Linked DNA regions of Sus scrofa: regions 2 and 3 are each linked to region 1. A link is a contact called in public HiChIP or PLAC-seq data. All regions are on one chromosome and are shown on one strand. Each heading gives the region's core, a stretch centred on a gene start, on an enhancer-like site or on the middle of the called end of the contact. The rest is flanking DNA. Distances are from core to core; before and after follow the strand shown. Region 1 holds the start of LIMK1 (LIM domain kinase 1). Region 2 holds the start of LAT2 (linker for activation of T-cells family member 2). Region 3 holds the start of EIF4H (eukaryotic translation initiation factor 4H).

What was found. HiChIP or PLAC-seq counts read pairs in DNA pulled down with a chosen protein or histone mark.
Region 2: an H3K27ac HiChIP or PLAC-seq map of alveolar macrophages shows a contact between it and region 1. The contact joins the promoter of LAT2 here to the promoter of LIMK1 in region 1. A contact is called at or near these places in 2 of 5 promoter capture datasets (fetal liver and liver), 28 of 47 Hi-C or Micro-C datasets (alveolar macrophages, blood, brain and 16 more) and 2 of 2 datasets of contacts at active chromatin or transcription factors (alveolar macrophages and skeletal muscle).
Region 3: a contact with region 1 is called in an H3K27ac HiChIP or PLAC-seq map of alveolar macrophages. The contact joins the promoter of EIF4H here to the promoter of LIMK1 in region 1. A contact is called at or near these places in 2 of 5 promoter capture datasets (fetal skeletal muscle and liver), 12 of 47 Hi-C or Micro-C datasets (alveolar macrophages, brain, embryonic fibroblasts and 8 more) and 2 of 2 datasets of contacts at active chromatin or transcription factors (alveolar macrophages and skeletal muscle).

The regions. Positions count from the first base shown.
Region 1 is chr3:11,250,415-11,255,377 of Sscrofa11.1, forward strand. It overlaps LIMK1 (LIM domain kinase 1), which reads left to right and starts at 2,406. Exons shown (of 16, transcript XM_021086335.1): 1 at 2,406-2,531; 2 at 4,119-4,215. The coding sequence starts at 2,477.
Region 2 is chr3:11,351,920-11,356,882 of Sscrofa11.1, forward strand. LAT2 (linker for activation of T-cells family member 2) reads left to right here and starts at 1,954. Exons shown (of 13, transcript NM_001243411.1): 1 at 1,954-2,231.
Region 3 is chr3:11,318,767-11,323,729 of Sscrofa11.1, forward strand. EIF4H (eukaryotic translation initiation factor 4H) reads left to right here and starts at 2,720. Exons shown (of 6, transcript NM_001243448.1): 1 at 2,720-2,834. The coding sequence starts at 2,776.

The DNA of each region.
Region 1 (4,963 bases), core at 1,156-3,655:
CAAAGACTGCAGGAAAACTACAGGGAGATGACATTAGCAAGATGGCACTGGTAGAATAGGTCTTCAGCCCACATCCTCCCACAGAAACAATCCTAAAATTCCTATAGGACCACAAAAGACCCCAAATAGGAGTTCCTGCTGTGGCGCAACCGGATGGGTGGTGCCTCTGCAGTGCCAGGATGCAGGTTCGATCCCCAGCCCATAAGCACCATGGGTTACGTTGCCCCAGATGTGGTTCATATCTGACCCCTGGCCCCGAAAGTCCATGTGCCGGGGGGGTGGCCAAAAAGAAAAGCCTAACACATCCAAGCCAGGGCGCCCAAATTAAGATGAGAGCCACACGCATAGACGTCTTCACTTAACGAGTTAGATACATGCTTCACTATATAAATATGTTCACCACATATCAATGCAAAAACAGTGCTTAAGGAGAATGTTGTAAAGATAAGATGAACAATATGAATTAAAAGGACAAAACTGCTTTTTTTTTGCTTTTGGTTAAAAAAAAAAGGCTTAATAACTTGGATGAACAATGTGGCTGAATATGTCAGATCCGATGAGCTGATCCTTGGCTTCACCAGGAACTGTGGCTGACAAGGAGCTCCTACAAGACAGGGAAGTGCCCACGCTCTCTCTTTGCTTGTCTTTTTTTTTTTTTTTTAAAGGGTCGCACCTGCTGCATATGAAGGCTCCAGGGCTAGGGGTCAAATCAGAGCTGCACAGCCACAGCAATGCCAGATCCAAGCTGCATCTGTGGCCTACACTGCAGCTCATGGTAATGCCTGATCCTTTAACCCACAGAGGGAGGCCAGGGATCAAACCTGCGTCCTGGAGTTCCCGTCGTGGCGCAGTGGTTAACGAATCCGACTAGGAACCATGAGGTTGCGGGTTCGGTCCCTGCCCTTGCTCAGTGGGTTGATGATCCAGCGTTGCCGTGAGCTGTGGTGTAGGTTGCAGACACGGCTCGGATCCCGCGTTGCTGTGGCTCTGGCATAGGCCAGTGGCTACAGCTCCGATTCAACCCCTAGCCTGGGAACCTCCATGTGCCGCGGGAGCGGCCCAAGAAATAGCAACAACAACAACAAAAAAAAAAAAAAAAAAAAAAAAAACCTGCGTCCTCATGGATACTAGCCAGATTCTTAACCCCCTGCACCACAACAGGAACTCCCTCTTCGCTAGTCTCACAGTCTTCAATCTCTGCCTTTTTTTTTTTCTTCCTTTTCTAGGGCCACTCGCAGGGCATATGTAGGTTCCCAGGCTAGTGGGTCTACTCAGAGCTGTAGCCACCGGCCTACACCAGAGCCACAGCAATGTGGGATCCGAGCTGCGTCTGCGACCTACACCACAGCTCACGGCAACGCCAGATCCTTAACCCACTGAGCAAGGCCAGGGATCAAACCTGCAATCTCATGGTTCCTAGTCAGATTCGTTAACCACTGCACCACAACAGGAACTCCAATCTCTGGCTTCTTTTCAAGAATCTTTTGTGGCCACAAGTCCATTCTGTAAGGGTTAGTTGTAGATTCTTCAGCTGTTGGCGGGGTGCTCCAGGCTCCCAGTGCTGGACTGAGCACCGTGTGCTTTAGGGACCGCCCAATTCCTCTGGCCACTTCACTCAGCCAAAACCCCATCCAGCTGTGCCCCCTGAACCAGGGGCAGGGCGGCGCCAGCTCCCGGTCTCCAGCACTAGGAGAAGCAAATCCCTGAGCTCAGGTGTCACATCCTCCCCAAGGTCCTGCTCCCTTAGCGCCCCTGCCTAGCTGGTGAGGGCCTGAAACGTGGCCATCTCCTTCCCCCCGTCCCTGCCGGAGCCTGCCTTCACTGGCAGGCCTCAGAGAGGGAGAGGACCTGGCAGGCGCCCCTCCCTGAGGCAACCACTACGGTCCTCAGGGTCCAGAACTTCTCCTCCGGGTCAGGTCTCGGTTCTAGGTTCTATCCAGCAGGCTTGGGGTCAGAGGCGCTCCCCGCGGGGAAACTGAGGCCCCTAATTGGAGTTTCTACATCCCCTAGGTTGTCGCTGAATCAGAGCACGTATCCCACCTAAGCCGCAGCTTTCCGCTTGGCTCGGGGGCGCCGAGCAGAGAATTGCCGTTCAGGAAAGATGAATGAAAGCAGGAGCCGAGCCGAGCGGGGCCGGGCGGGGCGGGGCGCCGCTGAAGGCGCGGGGCGGGGCCGCGCAGGGCAGATCCGCCGCTCGCCCGCGCCCCGCCCCGCCCCCGTGCCGCAGCTCCGAGGCCCCGCCCCGGCCCGCCCCTCCGCTTGGTGCCCAGGCCGCCGCGGCGCGGAGCCGGTGCCGGTGTCCGAGAGGCGGCGGCGGCGCCGCGAGCCCCGAGCCCACTCCGGCCCGGCCCGCGCTCTCCGCCCCCGCCTCCCGGGCCGGCGGCGGCGGCGGCGGCGGTGGCGGCTGCGGGCGAGCGCACCGGGCCCGGGCCGCCCCCAGCCCCAGCCCCGCCGGGCCCCGCCCCCCGCCGAGTGCATGAGGTTGACGCTACTTTGTTGCACCTGGAGGGAAGAACGTATGGGAGAGGAAGGTGCGCGGGGCGCTGGCCGGCGGGACGCCGACCCCGGGGCCTGGCGGGCGGGGGCGCCGCGCGGGGGAAGACGGGGAAGCGGGGGGCACGGGAGGGGGCCGGGCCGGGCCGCCGTGGAGGCCGGGTCTGCCGCCGGGCCGCGCCCCTGTGTCCTCCGGGATGAGCTCGTCCTTCCGAAGCCCGTAGGCCCCTCCCTGATACGCTCCCATCCCGTTTCCCCCTCCTCGCCCGGGTGGGCTGCCCTCCCGCGGGCGGAGGGCCCCTCCTCCCTTTCATCCCTACCTTCTCCCATCCCCCGACCCACGACCACCCCGGAGGAATCCCTAGCACCGCCTGCCCAGCCCTTACCCATTCTCTAGCCCGTTTGGGAAAGAAGAGATGCTGGGGAAGCCGCAGTTCTGGGTCCGAGGCGCAGCCCCGCGCCTGGCCGACTCGTGACCTTGAGCCAGGCGCTACCGGCCAGGCCTCAGTTTACCCTTTTGGACAGTTGGGCCCCGGTCCTCGTTGTTGGGAGCCGGGTGGGCAGAGCAGAGGTGCGCCTGCATGGAACCTTTGGCTGTGTACTGGGGCCCCCAACCCCTCTCTCTGCACCAAACCTAGTGCCTGCCAGTCTTGGCTGGGAGGATGACTCATAATAGCGTCCTCTAGCGTCCCTTGCCCCTACTGGGCCCCAAGCCTTGGCCTTGCAGGACAGTTAGGGTATGAAGCCCCCCCACCCCAGATTCCCTCCATGGGGTCTTCTTTCCCAGCTTTCTGTTGCTGAGCCACCTCATAGGCCTTCCTGTTCCAACAAAGATCCTACTGTGCTGGCCCCTCCAGCCCTGCCCTCTCCTAGGACTCCTGCCAGCCTTCCCCCAGGTCTGTGAAGGCCCACTTGGAGCAGGGGCCCACCTTATGGTAGCCCCTGGGTCTCTAGGTCCTCTTGGAGGGTCTTGGAGCCTGGCTAGTGACCCAGCCAGCCTTACCCTTTCCAGGGTTCAGTCTCCCCATCTGTATAACAGGAAGGGGCAAGCTGGGGGATCTCTAGGGCCCACCCAGCCCCAAGGGTGCCAGGCCCTAAGGATGACTAAGCATGCCTAGAGGCCAGCTTGACCAGGTGCCAGGCCTCCCCGGAGCAGGTGTCTGGGATTGCTCAGCCCTGTGGCCCTGGCCCCTTGTTAGGCCAGGGCATAGCCAGGCCTTCCATAGCTCTGTCCGGTCCCTGCCCTTTGAAGGGTCCACTTCCTGGGCAGGCAGGGGAGGAAAGGGAGCTGTGACAGGAGTGCCACTGCCTTATTTCTAAATCATGCTGCTTTCTCTCTCCCCATTTTCTCTTGCCGGACCCTGCGTTGAAGAATGCCATTGCTGGAGGGCAGACATCTGCTCCTCCTCCTCGGTTTACAGATAGAGAAACTGAGGCGCAGAGGGGCTTGGTGACGTAGCCGTGGTCTCAGCAAGACTCTCAGACCTACGTGCTCAGTCCTGCACAGCTCAGCCTGGCGCTGCGTGTGTGCACCAGGATCTGTGGATGTGCATGTGGGGTCAGGCAGGCTTGCAGCAAACTGCCCTGCCTGAGAATGGTTCCCAACGCCCTTCTCTCCCCTGCAGGAAGCGAGTTGCCCGTGTGTGCGAGCTGCGGCCAGAGGATCTATGATGGCCAGTACCTCCAGGCCCTGAATGCTGACTGGCACGCAGACTGCTTCAGGTAGGGTGGGCTGGCGGGTGCTGGGATGCTCTCAGCAAGGCCTGCCAGAGACATGGCCATCCCTCCTGGTGCCATGTCTGGTTGTGACCTCCAGCGAGTCCTTGGCCTCTGTTTCCCTGTCTGTAAAATGAGGCATTTGGACTGGAAGATCCCTTGAGGCCTTTCCCTTTTGTCATTCTAGACCTCCAAGGAGAGATAAGGAGCGGCTCGCATTTATGCTCCTAATACCACAGCCTGCTGGCACCTTGGCGGGGCGTGGGGGAGGTGGAGGGCAGTGCACCCTGCTTTCTGGGTACTGGTGCTCCAGGGAGAGGAGGGAGACCAACCAGGCCCTGGGGGGAGCCCAGCCTCCTTCACTGACCACAGGCTGGTTGTGAAGATGCATAACCAGTAAGATCAGTCCCTTCCCTCTGGATACTGACTCCCAGTGAAAAGAGTAGGCTCAGAGCTGTGGCCCAGCAGCCCAGGAGGACTGTCCTGAGAAGCAGGGGCAGGGACAGCCTTAGATACTCTGTAGGGCCAGAGCCGGGGTCCAGAGGACGTGCGATTTCCCACATGGAGAGGCATGGTGGGAAATGATTCCAGACCGAGGACCCAGCAGGTTCAAAGGGCAGGCTAGTGACAGGGCCTGGCCCAGTTGGTGAACAGCCACATTTAGGCAGGAAGGCAGCAAAAAAGAGGGAAGAGAGTTCCAGTCGTGGCTCAGTGGTAATGAACCCAATTGGTGGCTCAGTGGTAATGAACCCAA
Region 2 (4,963 bases), core at 704-3,203, 100 kb after region 1:
CGGGCCTGTTTCTGTGGATAGAAGACGAGCTCCAGGAGGGTCCAGGAGGTTTCCTCAGTGCTGCTGTGGATGCACCTGAGTCTTTGCCCGTGGTTGGTGGTCACTTCAACACCTGCCGTCGCTAAGAAAGGCCCATGACAGAAGCTGGCATGTGGATGAGAGCTCCGTTCCCACCAGACCCTGGAGTTTCTGTGTCTCCACGGGCAGGAAACCCCAGGCAGGCGCGTAGCTGAGAAGCGGCTGGAGACCCACTCTGGCTCGTCCTCGTGGGTGAGGAGGGTCCAGGCAGGTGGTCCCAGCCAGGACCTGAACTCATGGGTGGTGAAGAGACAACAGGCTTTGGACTCTGTGTTCACAACCAGCTTACCTCTAGGATTCTTAGTCTATGCCCTTGCCAAGGTGTCCCTGGAAAGTGTTGCCGTGGGCCTTACACGTTGCACTGCCCCATGTGGAACGAGGGAGGCAGCGTGCGTCACAGGTGCAGCTCTGCAATTCAGATAAGGTTGGCTTTAGTCCTTGTGTCACAGTTTGCCGTGGAGACAACTTCTGGCACTCTGCCCAGGGATCTCGGGTCCCTGCGCTACCCTTCTCTCCCACAGGGTGGCAGCAGAGGGCGCCCAGCCCCTGTGTTTCTGTTTCGGTTCTGGCAGGGCCTCCTGGGGGCACTTCCACTGCGGCTGGACTGCCTGGCCTGGTCTGGGACGTCCGGGCCACCCCAGGCTGGGGCTGAAAGCCCCGCCCCAGCCAAGACGGGCCCCAGAGCTCGGGAGCCCAGGCTCTGAGATGCCAGGCAGGTGGGGGTTGGGAGACCCTCATGGGGTGGCGTGCCACTAAGAGTTCAGTGGCCTTGGACAAGGTGTTTAGTGACACATAACAGGAGGCCCTGGAGAATGTGTGCTGCGTGTGGGGCACCCACCTCTCAGCACCGTTCTCACCTCTGAAGGAAGTGCCCAGGGGCTGGGCAGCAGGTGGAGAGCCTGGGGGCTGGGTCCTAACTGCCCTGCTTTCCCCCCACCCCGGCCCGGGCCTGCCGCCTGCCTGGGGCCAGCTCCACGCCTCCACGAGCCTCATCTGGAAAATGGGGGTGAGAAGGCTCCTGGGACTGAAGGAGGAGCCGGGATTGTCCTTCCTTCTATCCTCCAGCGTTGTCTCTTCACCTCAGTGGCCTCTCCATCCATCTCTCTTTGTCTCTGGCTGTTTTTTCTCTAGAGGGCCGCACCCACGGCATGTGGAAGTTCCCAGGCCAGGGGCCAGCTGGAGCTGCAGCTGCCGGCCTGCACCACAGCCACAGCAACGCCGGATCTGAGCCACATCTGCAGCCTACACCACAGCTTGTGGTAACGCTGGAACATTAACCCCCTGAGAGGGGCCAGGGTTTGAACCTGCATCCTCTTGGATACTAGTTGGGTTCTTAACCCCTTGAGCCACAATGGGAACTCCTCTGGCTCTTTGTTATTATTATTATTGTTTTTGTTTTTTGTTTTTTACCTTTTCTAGGGCCTCACCGGTGGCATATGGAGGTTTCCAGACTAGAGGTCCAACTGGAGCTGGAGCCGCCAGCCGACACCACAGCCACAGCAACGCGGGATCCTTAACCCACTGAGCGAGGCCAGGGATTGAACCCGCAACCCCGCGGTTCCTAGTCAGATTCGTTAACCACTGAGCCACGACGGGAACTCCTGGCTCTTTGTCATGTCTGGCCTGGCTTGCATCTCTCTGCGCCCATCCACCCATGTCCCATGGGTATGGGTGTGGACGTGTATTTCTGTGTTTCTGTGTTTTCAGCGTGTCTCTCTCCGTGTCTTCCCACTCTTTGTCCCTGCCTGTGCGTGATATGCAAGCAGCCCTATTTCATGCTCTTTCTCCCTGTCCCCCTCTGTCTCTTCCCCTCTGTGAGGCCTGTGTGTGTTGTGGTTGTGTGTGTGTATTTAGTGTGTGTTGTGTGTGTGTCCGTGCACGTCTCTCTCTCTGCCTGACTGCCTCCGTCTTGTTCTCTGTCTCTCTCTGTCTCCGCCTCCGTCTTGGTCTCTGTCTCTGTCTCTCTCTGTCTCTGCCTCTGTGAGAGCCGAGCCTGTCCGGCAGAGCAGCGGATGTGTGAGGGATGATTCAGTGGCTGACAGGAAGCCCGCCGCCTTGCCTGCTGCCCGCCAGTGTCTGTGGCGTTGGCATCGGCTCGGGCAGGTGTGTGGGCTCAGGATGAGGTGGCCGCAGTGAGGAGCGCCTGCTCTCAGGTAAGCCTTTCCCAGGGGTGCCTGGAGCCTGGCCCCAAGGCAGGGGTCCTGAGCTGTCCCCAGACACCCCACAGGGGATGGGAGTGGCCTCGCTGGCCGAGCAGGAGCACTTGGCTGCCGGCTGGGGGTGGGGGTGGGGGCTGGGAAGAAGCCAGGCCGCCCGGCACCCCCTGCCTTGGCCCCGGCACTGTCCTGGCACCCCTGGCTAGGGGGCCCTCACCCCAGACCCTGCAGCACTAGAGGTGCAGCTATTTCTGGGGCTCCGGCTACTCTCCTGCCCCCATTTTCCCCAGCCCAGCCCGCACAGCCCTGGGGAGCCCCAGGGCAGCCGCTCCCCGGGGCAGGCCTGTGAGCCTGAGTTTCTTCATCTGTATAATGGGACTGGAGCTGCCCTGCCACAGGGCTATGGGAGGTCGGGTGAGACGCTACAGACGGGCAGGCCCAGGTCCTGCCCTGGGCCAGGGAGAAGCGGCTGTCCCGGCCGTCCCGAGCCCCAGCCAGCTCGCTCCTGTGCGGCTGGAGGAACTACAGGCCCTGGGCTGCTCGTGGTGGCCGCTCTGTTCACCATCCCCCACCCCTGCCCCAGAACAAGGGCTGCCGTCCGGGCCCCTGCACCTGCCGCTGGAGCGTAAAGAGCCTCCATTGGAGTCCTCCTGGCCTCATCGGAAGGCCAAGGTCATTTGGGAAAATGGAGCAGAGCCCCGCGGATAAAGCCTTCTCAGGGCTTGGGCCGGACCTCTGGCTCCCCGCTTAGCCCCCAGAGCCTGCCCTTCGGCCCTAGGGGTCCCAGGTTCCCCTTCTCCAGCATGAGGAGGGCTGGGAGGCCGGGCAGGAGGGCCACCAAGGCGCCTTGGGGACGGGAGGTGGGTGCTGAGGCTCGCTCAGCCCAGCCCCGAGAGCTTTTCCGCCATCGGCTTGTTGCAAACCTTGTTCATATGAAAACTGCCCACTTCCCTTTCTGCTATTTTGGCCCCGCAGGCCACGGGCTGAGGGCCTCCCCTCCCCACCCCACCCAGCCCTGCCGGCCCCTAGGGGCCCTCCTGCGGCTGCGAGGCCTGGCTCTGCTGGGGCCCAGCCCCTCCGCCTCCCTGTCCCCCGCCCACCTGCTCTCAGACCTGGATGGGAAAGGAGGAAAGCGAACAGATTGATTCCGTCTGGGGGGCAGCCACAGAGGTTTTCCTCAAACGAGTGTCTTTTAAAAAATATTGTGTACATCTTTAAAACGTCCTGTAAGGAAGGATTCACGTAGCAGAGTGTAGGCCCGGGCGTCAGCCCACCCTGGGAGCGGATGCCGGCTCTGACCGCTCAGCTGTGTGACCTCAGAAGGAGTACTCACCTCTCTGGGCTTCCCTCTCCTCCCTCGGAAGGCAGGAGCTGGCGTCTCCGAGGTGATGCTCTGCCTGTCTTGGACAACTGGGGGGCTGGGCAAAGGCCACACTCTCTTCAGATCCCAGCCCCTCCCAGGGTCCCCGCACAACGCCCCCCGCCCCCGTGTTGGACAGTTGTTGAGGGGGCTTAGACCTGCAGATCTTGGGGACCAGGCAAGGCAGGTTTCAGGTAGGGTTGCCTCATACTGTTCACTGCAGGCCGTCCAGCCAGCTCTGGCCCCAACAGGCTGCGGCTGCCGCTTTCCATCCTTTGGGGACCGTGGTGCTGGCAAGTCATGGTGGTCCCAGCCAACTGTGCCCCACTAGCCTGCTCTAGCACCTGGCAGGCGTCAGTTCAGTGCTGGGCCTCACACGACCAACCTGAGGGTTGAAAGTCATTTCCCCGGTTTAACAGAGGGGCAACCGGAAGCCGGGGATGCTGGGCCAGAATTGGAAACCTTATGCCCCGCTCCCTTCCCTCACGCACGGCCAGGGGTAGAAATGGGCTTGGGCTGGGGGCACCCCGAAGTGTGCGTCTTGTCCCAGGCAAGGCGGCTTTCTGACGGGCGGGGTCCTCTGGGAGGGAGGGTGGCAGAGGTCAGCAGCCCAAGTCCTGGGGCCTCAACCCCCAGGACAAGGGTGTGGACTTGCTCTGGGGTCTTAAGCGAAATCCGGGAGTGGCCAGGGCTGGACCCTCCCCCTGGCTCTTGCAGGGAGCATCTGTGCGACAGCCTCTCCCCGTGTGTCTCTGCCTGAATCTCCTCGGGGGCAGAAAGTCTCTGTCTTGACCAAAGGATGGAAATGCCAAAGGTGGGAGCTCGAGGGACCCGTCCAAGCAGCTGGAAATAAGACACTGGGCAACGTCTCTTCTGAGCCAGGCCAGACATGCTCGTCCTCCCAACAATGGTTTGAGGAAACACAGGCTTGATCCCCATTTTATAGAGGAGGAAACTGAGGCCAAGAGACTCTGAGGCAGGGGCAGGGGTCCCCACTCCAAGGCCAGGTGCTCGCAACCTCACGCTCTGGCGGGGGCGGGGAGCAGACCCCCCAAGTCGAGGGAGGGAGGAGGGTGTGTGGGCTCAGAGGGCGGTGATCAGGCTCCGAGAGGAGGGGGGCCGAGATCCACTCGGCCACCATCCTGGGCTGACCAGGTCATCTTTCTCTCCTGTGGGGGCCGCCAGGTCACGAGGTTTGGAAATTCTCGTGTTCCAGCTGACTCATTCGGTGTTTGGGGGAAGGAGAGGTGGCTTCTCCATGTCGCAATCATGCGTAGAGAATCCTCCTTGTCATCCCGGCCACAGGGATCCAGGAGGCCGAGTGGTGAGGGCCCAGGGGGCGCAGTGCGGGCCTCGGGGGAGCCCGGAG
Region 3 (4,963 bases), core at 1,470-3,969, 69 kb after region 1:
TCCACATAGATTTGTAAGACTATTAGTATGTCTTTTCACATAAATTGACTAAGTCATTGATCTTAATCTTGACACAAAAATGATTTATATTTCAGATTATTTTAGATATGTTAACAGTATTTCAGCAATAAAACACCAACCTGTCAGAACTTAAAAATAGCTGAACACTACTATTTACAATAGCCAAGACATGGAAGCAACTAAAATATCCATCAACAGAGGAATAGATACAGAAAATGTAGTACATATATGCAATGGAATATTACTCAGCCATAAAAAAAGAATGAAGTGCCATTTGCAGCAACATGGACAGACCTAGAGATTATTACACTAAGTGAAGTAAGTCAGAGAAAGACAAATAGCATGTAATATTACTTATATGTGGAATCTAAAAAAAAAAATGATGCAAATAAACATATTTACAAAACAGAAACAGACTCACAGACTTTGAAAACAAACCGTATGATTACCAAAAGGGATGGGTGGGGGGAGGGAAGGATCTGGAGCTTGGAATGGTCTATGCACACTACAGTATATGGAATGGATGGTCAATGGGGAACCTGCTGTATAGCACGGGAAAATCTACTCAGTATTCTGTGATAACCTATACGGGAATGGCTATGTCTCTATGTATAACCAAACCACGTTGCTGTACACCTGAAACTAACACCATTGTACATCACTCTACTGCAATACAATTTTTTTAAAATAGCTGAATACTGGAGTTCCCGTCATGGCGCAGTGGTTAGTGAATCCGACTAGGAACCATGAGGTTGCAGGTTTGATCCCTGCCTTTGCTCAGTGAGTTAAGGATCTGGCATTGCTGTGAGCTGTGGTGTGGGTCGCAGACGAGGCTTGGATCCCATGTTGCTGTGGCTCTGGCGTAGACCGGTGGCTACAGCTCCGATTAGACCCCTAGCCTGGGAACCTCCATATGCTGCAGAAGCAGCTCAAGAAAAGGCAAAAAGACAAAAAGAAAAAAAAAAAAAAAAAGGCTGAATACTGAAAACTGTTATCACAATGATTATTATTCTTTTCTAGCCAAAGAAGTGACAGATTAAACAATTGGCTTGAGTCACACAGCTAACAGTTAAGTGGTTTGGCCACAATTTAAATACAGGGAGTTTGAAAGGCACCCACGAGCTTCACCACTACACAAAGGCATTTTAGAGAAAGTAGCATCTGGGAGTTCCCGTAATGGCTCAGTGGTTAATAAATCCTACTAGGAACCATGAGGTTGCAGGTTCGATCCCTGGCTCTGCTCAGTGGGTTAAGGATCCAGCGTTGCCGTAAGCTGTGTTGTAGGTTGCAGACACAGCTCAGATCTGGCATTGCTGTGGCTCTGGCGTAGGCTGGTGGCTATGGCTCCAATTAGACCCCTAGCCTGGGAACCTCCATATACTGTGGGTGCGGCCCTAAAAAGCAAAAAAAAAAAAAAAAAAAAAAAAAATCATTGGTTCTTCTCTGAGCCGTAGGCCTTCAGATCAAAGGAGTGTGACCTTGGGCAAGCCTCTTCCTCTGAGTGGTGGTACACAGCCAAAAGAGATTTGTAAACTCTATGTAAAACACCAATGTAGGTGCTGATAATGAAATTACTGTGGACCAGGAATTTTACCATTTTTTCATCTAATCTTTACAATCTGAGGAGGTGGGTAACAGCCTCCCCTTACGACAGCATGATAAAGTTTAGAAACTAAAGAGATTAAATAACTTGCTTGAGGCCACACAGTAAGAGGCACAGCCCAGGTTACTCTGGGTCCACTGTAGAGTTAAGTGGTTTTATTACTTGGAAAGAAAGAGAAACAAAAGCAAAAAAGGCGTTAACAGCTGCCCTGTGGATGCCAGCACTGGGATACAGTAGCAGAAAATGGTTAAATATATACAACAGTACAAAGCAGGTACTGCAAAAATCCTGATTCTTTTAAATTCTTCCTAGACATTACCAAGGTAATGACTTCTCATTGCATATCCATTCTTTGCTATTGCTTGAGGCAATTCTTTTTCAAAAGAAAGAGGCTCCAACTCTTGCTGCTACAATAACCTATACTCCAGTCCCAATACCCACTCCCTGCCAACATCCAGGCCGCATTCAGAAAAGCATCCCTATCGACTTGCATGCTCGGATCCTGACCTCGATCTCACCCTTCCCAGATCTCACCCTTCCCAGGCCCTTCGCCTCTGTGCATTCTCAACGAGTGCTTAGCTCTGTGGGGTCTCCGTCCTGGGGGAGGTGACCCTTATGCTGGTGTTAAGAGAGCGACCGCTTGGCCGGGAGGGTGTCGGAGTGGAGCCAAGCGGAGGAGGCCTCTGTGGTCCCTCCCAGGTCTGGAGTTCGAAAAGCTAAGTGACAGAAGCACCGCGGGCCCGGCGCAGATTCCAAGGCCAGCCCGGAAAGCCTTCACAGCGCGCAGAGGAAGCGACCAGAGGTTCGCGAGGGAACGCAAGGCTCATGTCCACGCGCGGGGCGGGGCGGGGCGGGGGCAGGAGGCAGCTGCGGGTTGAAGCCCCTGGGCTAGCACACAATGGGCAGCGGCGCGAGGGCAGGCGCTCGGCCGAGGTGCTGCCGCCCCACGTGGGCCGCAAAGCGCGCCGGGCCAGAAGAGGCCCGTCCGCCCAGGCCGGGCGCGGCGCGGCTTATGTGCGCGCACGCGCGCGTGCGTGCGTGCGATTTGCGATCAGGCGGCGCGGAGGACAGCCCCGGCGGCGGGGCGGGGGGAGTTATATTGCGGGGTCCTTCCTCGCTCACCCTGGTTCCTCTCGGAGCGGAGACGGCAAATGGCGGACTTCGATACCTACGACGATCGGGCCTACAGCAGCTTTGGCGGCGGCAGAGGGTGAGGCGGGCGTGCGCTGGCCCAGGCCGGGCGCGGGAGGCAGGCGGGGTCGGGGGCCCCTGGGCGGCGGCCTTCCGGCGCTCACCCGGGGCGGCAAGCAGTAGGAGCCGGGCTGGACCGGCGGAGGCCTGGTGGAGAGGCGCCTGGAGGGCCGGAGCCTGGAAATGGCGCGCTCGGGGAGGGGAGGGCGGCGGTTAGGCTCCCAAGGTTTTGCTCGCGGGGCAGATCATTCCCTGTGCCCCCCGCTACCTGTGACGCGTCGTCTTCCCTGTGCCTCGACCTCAGGGCCGGGCCGCAGCCGCGCCGAGTGCCTATGAGGACAAGCTCCCGTTTCCAGCCCCATCCCCCAGTACGGCTGTGCTGCGACGCAGGGGTGGGGGCCGCGGCCTTCCCTGCTCCGGTCCTGGCCTCGGCTTCCTGTTGTCCTGTTTGTCCGCCTGCACTGCAGGCTTCCTGGTTCCTTTCGCCATGAGGCCAGCGGGCTGGGTAAGGTCGGAAGGCCGAGAGAGGGGCGATTCCCTTCCCTTTACGTGTGAGGCTGGGATTTGGCGGCTGGAGCCCAGGAATAGGCCAATTCAGCCCTGAATGGGGGGAGACCAACCAAAACAAGTACATCACCGCATTGTATCTATCCTGTCTTGGGTCAGAGTGCCTCGTTGACAAGTGCTTCTTGCTTCTTGGCAGAAAGTGTTATTCTGCCCGGTTTTTCCATCTGATCTGGAGAAGGAACCGCATTTAGCCTTCGTTCTGATTCTGGTGCTACACAGACTATATGTAACTGAGGCACCTTGTTGGAAAGAAAAATCCCTGACTGGCGAATAAGCTTGCTTATACGGTGCTTAATTCCAGGAACTCGCCCTGGATAATTTTTTTTTTTTAGACGCGAGTTAACCTCATACAGAATTTAGAAGGTAGCTATGAATATTTTGCTATTTGTCAGCGGCACACTTGGCCTTTGTGTGGTACACAGAAAGGATTACTTTCCCAGATAACACCACAATAGTACTTACTGAGGTGTCCGGTCTCCTGGGTTTCAATCCCTATAGTATCTTTGTTTGGTGAAGAATGATCTTTTAATACCTTGGTTTGGGAATGGCTCAAATAAAAAAGCTTGTTTGGGTGTAGGAGCGTACCCAGTAACATTCAGGGCACTAGAACATAGAAGTTAAGGGAGGTGGAGCCGCCAGTTATTTCAAAGAATACTTTATTTGCTAATAAAAAAGAAATAGATGTTGGACGACAGGTAGAATTACTGCCTTTGGGGTAGGTTTCTAGACATCAAATGTGTACTTCAGTCATCTTGAAATTTAATAACTAGGGTTTTGTTTTGTTTTGTTTTTTGTTTTTTTTCTTTCACTGGTTTCAAAAAACATTTGAAACTATCTAGGAAAACCCTAGGTAATTTGAAAACAAATTAAGACAGATCCAAGGAATTTTAGTTGGTTTGGGACTACATTGTTAGTCGCGTTATACAGAGCCTGGGGTTTTGTTTTTTAATTTTGCCTTTACCAGCTGTTCTGCTGGCTTGAGGTGCTCAAGTGGACTTTCAGTAAATGTCAGTTTGACAGTTGGAGTGCCTTGAACAGCAGAACATAATCAAAAGTAAATTTCTGGAGTTCGCATTGTAGCGCAGCAGAAATGAATCCGGCTAGGAACCATGAGGTTGCAGGTTCAATCCCTCGCTCAGTGGGTTAAGGATCTGGCTGTGTGTGAGCTGTGGTGTAGGTCACAGTGAGGCTCAGGTTCAGCATTGCTGTGGTGTAGGCCGGCAGCCGTAGCTCCGATTGGACCCCTTGCCTGGAAACCTCCATATGCCACAGGTTCGGCCCTCAAAAGCAAAATAAAAAATAAATTAATAAATAAAAATTAAAGTTGTTGCAATTCTCACTTAAAAAAAGTAAATTTCTCTTAAGATGCTATTTTTTTAGAATATCAAAAGACAAAGGACAGTGTTAGCCTTTTGCCCAGTTGTACTCCAAAAACTGAGGATAGAAGCTAACACCATTCATCTCCTGAACTTCCTAATTTAAGAATTCCTTTAGGAGTTCACATCGTTGCTCTGTGGAAACAAATATGACTAGCATCCGTGAGGATGCAGGTTCAATCCCTGGCCTCCATCAAGGAGCCTG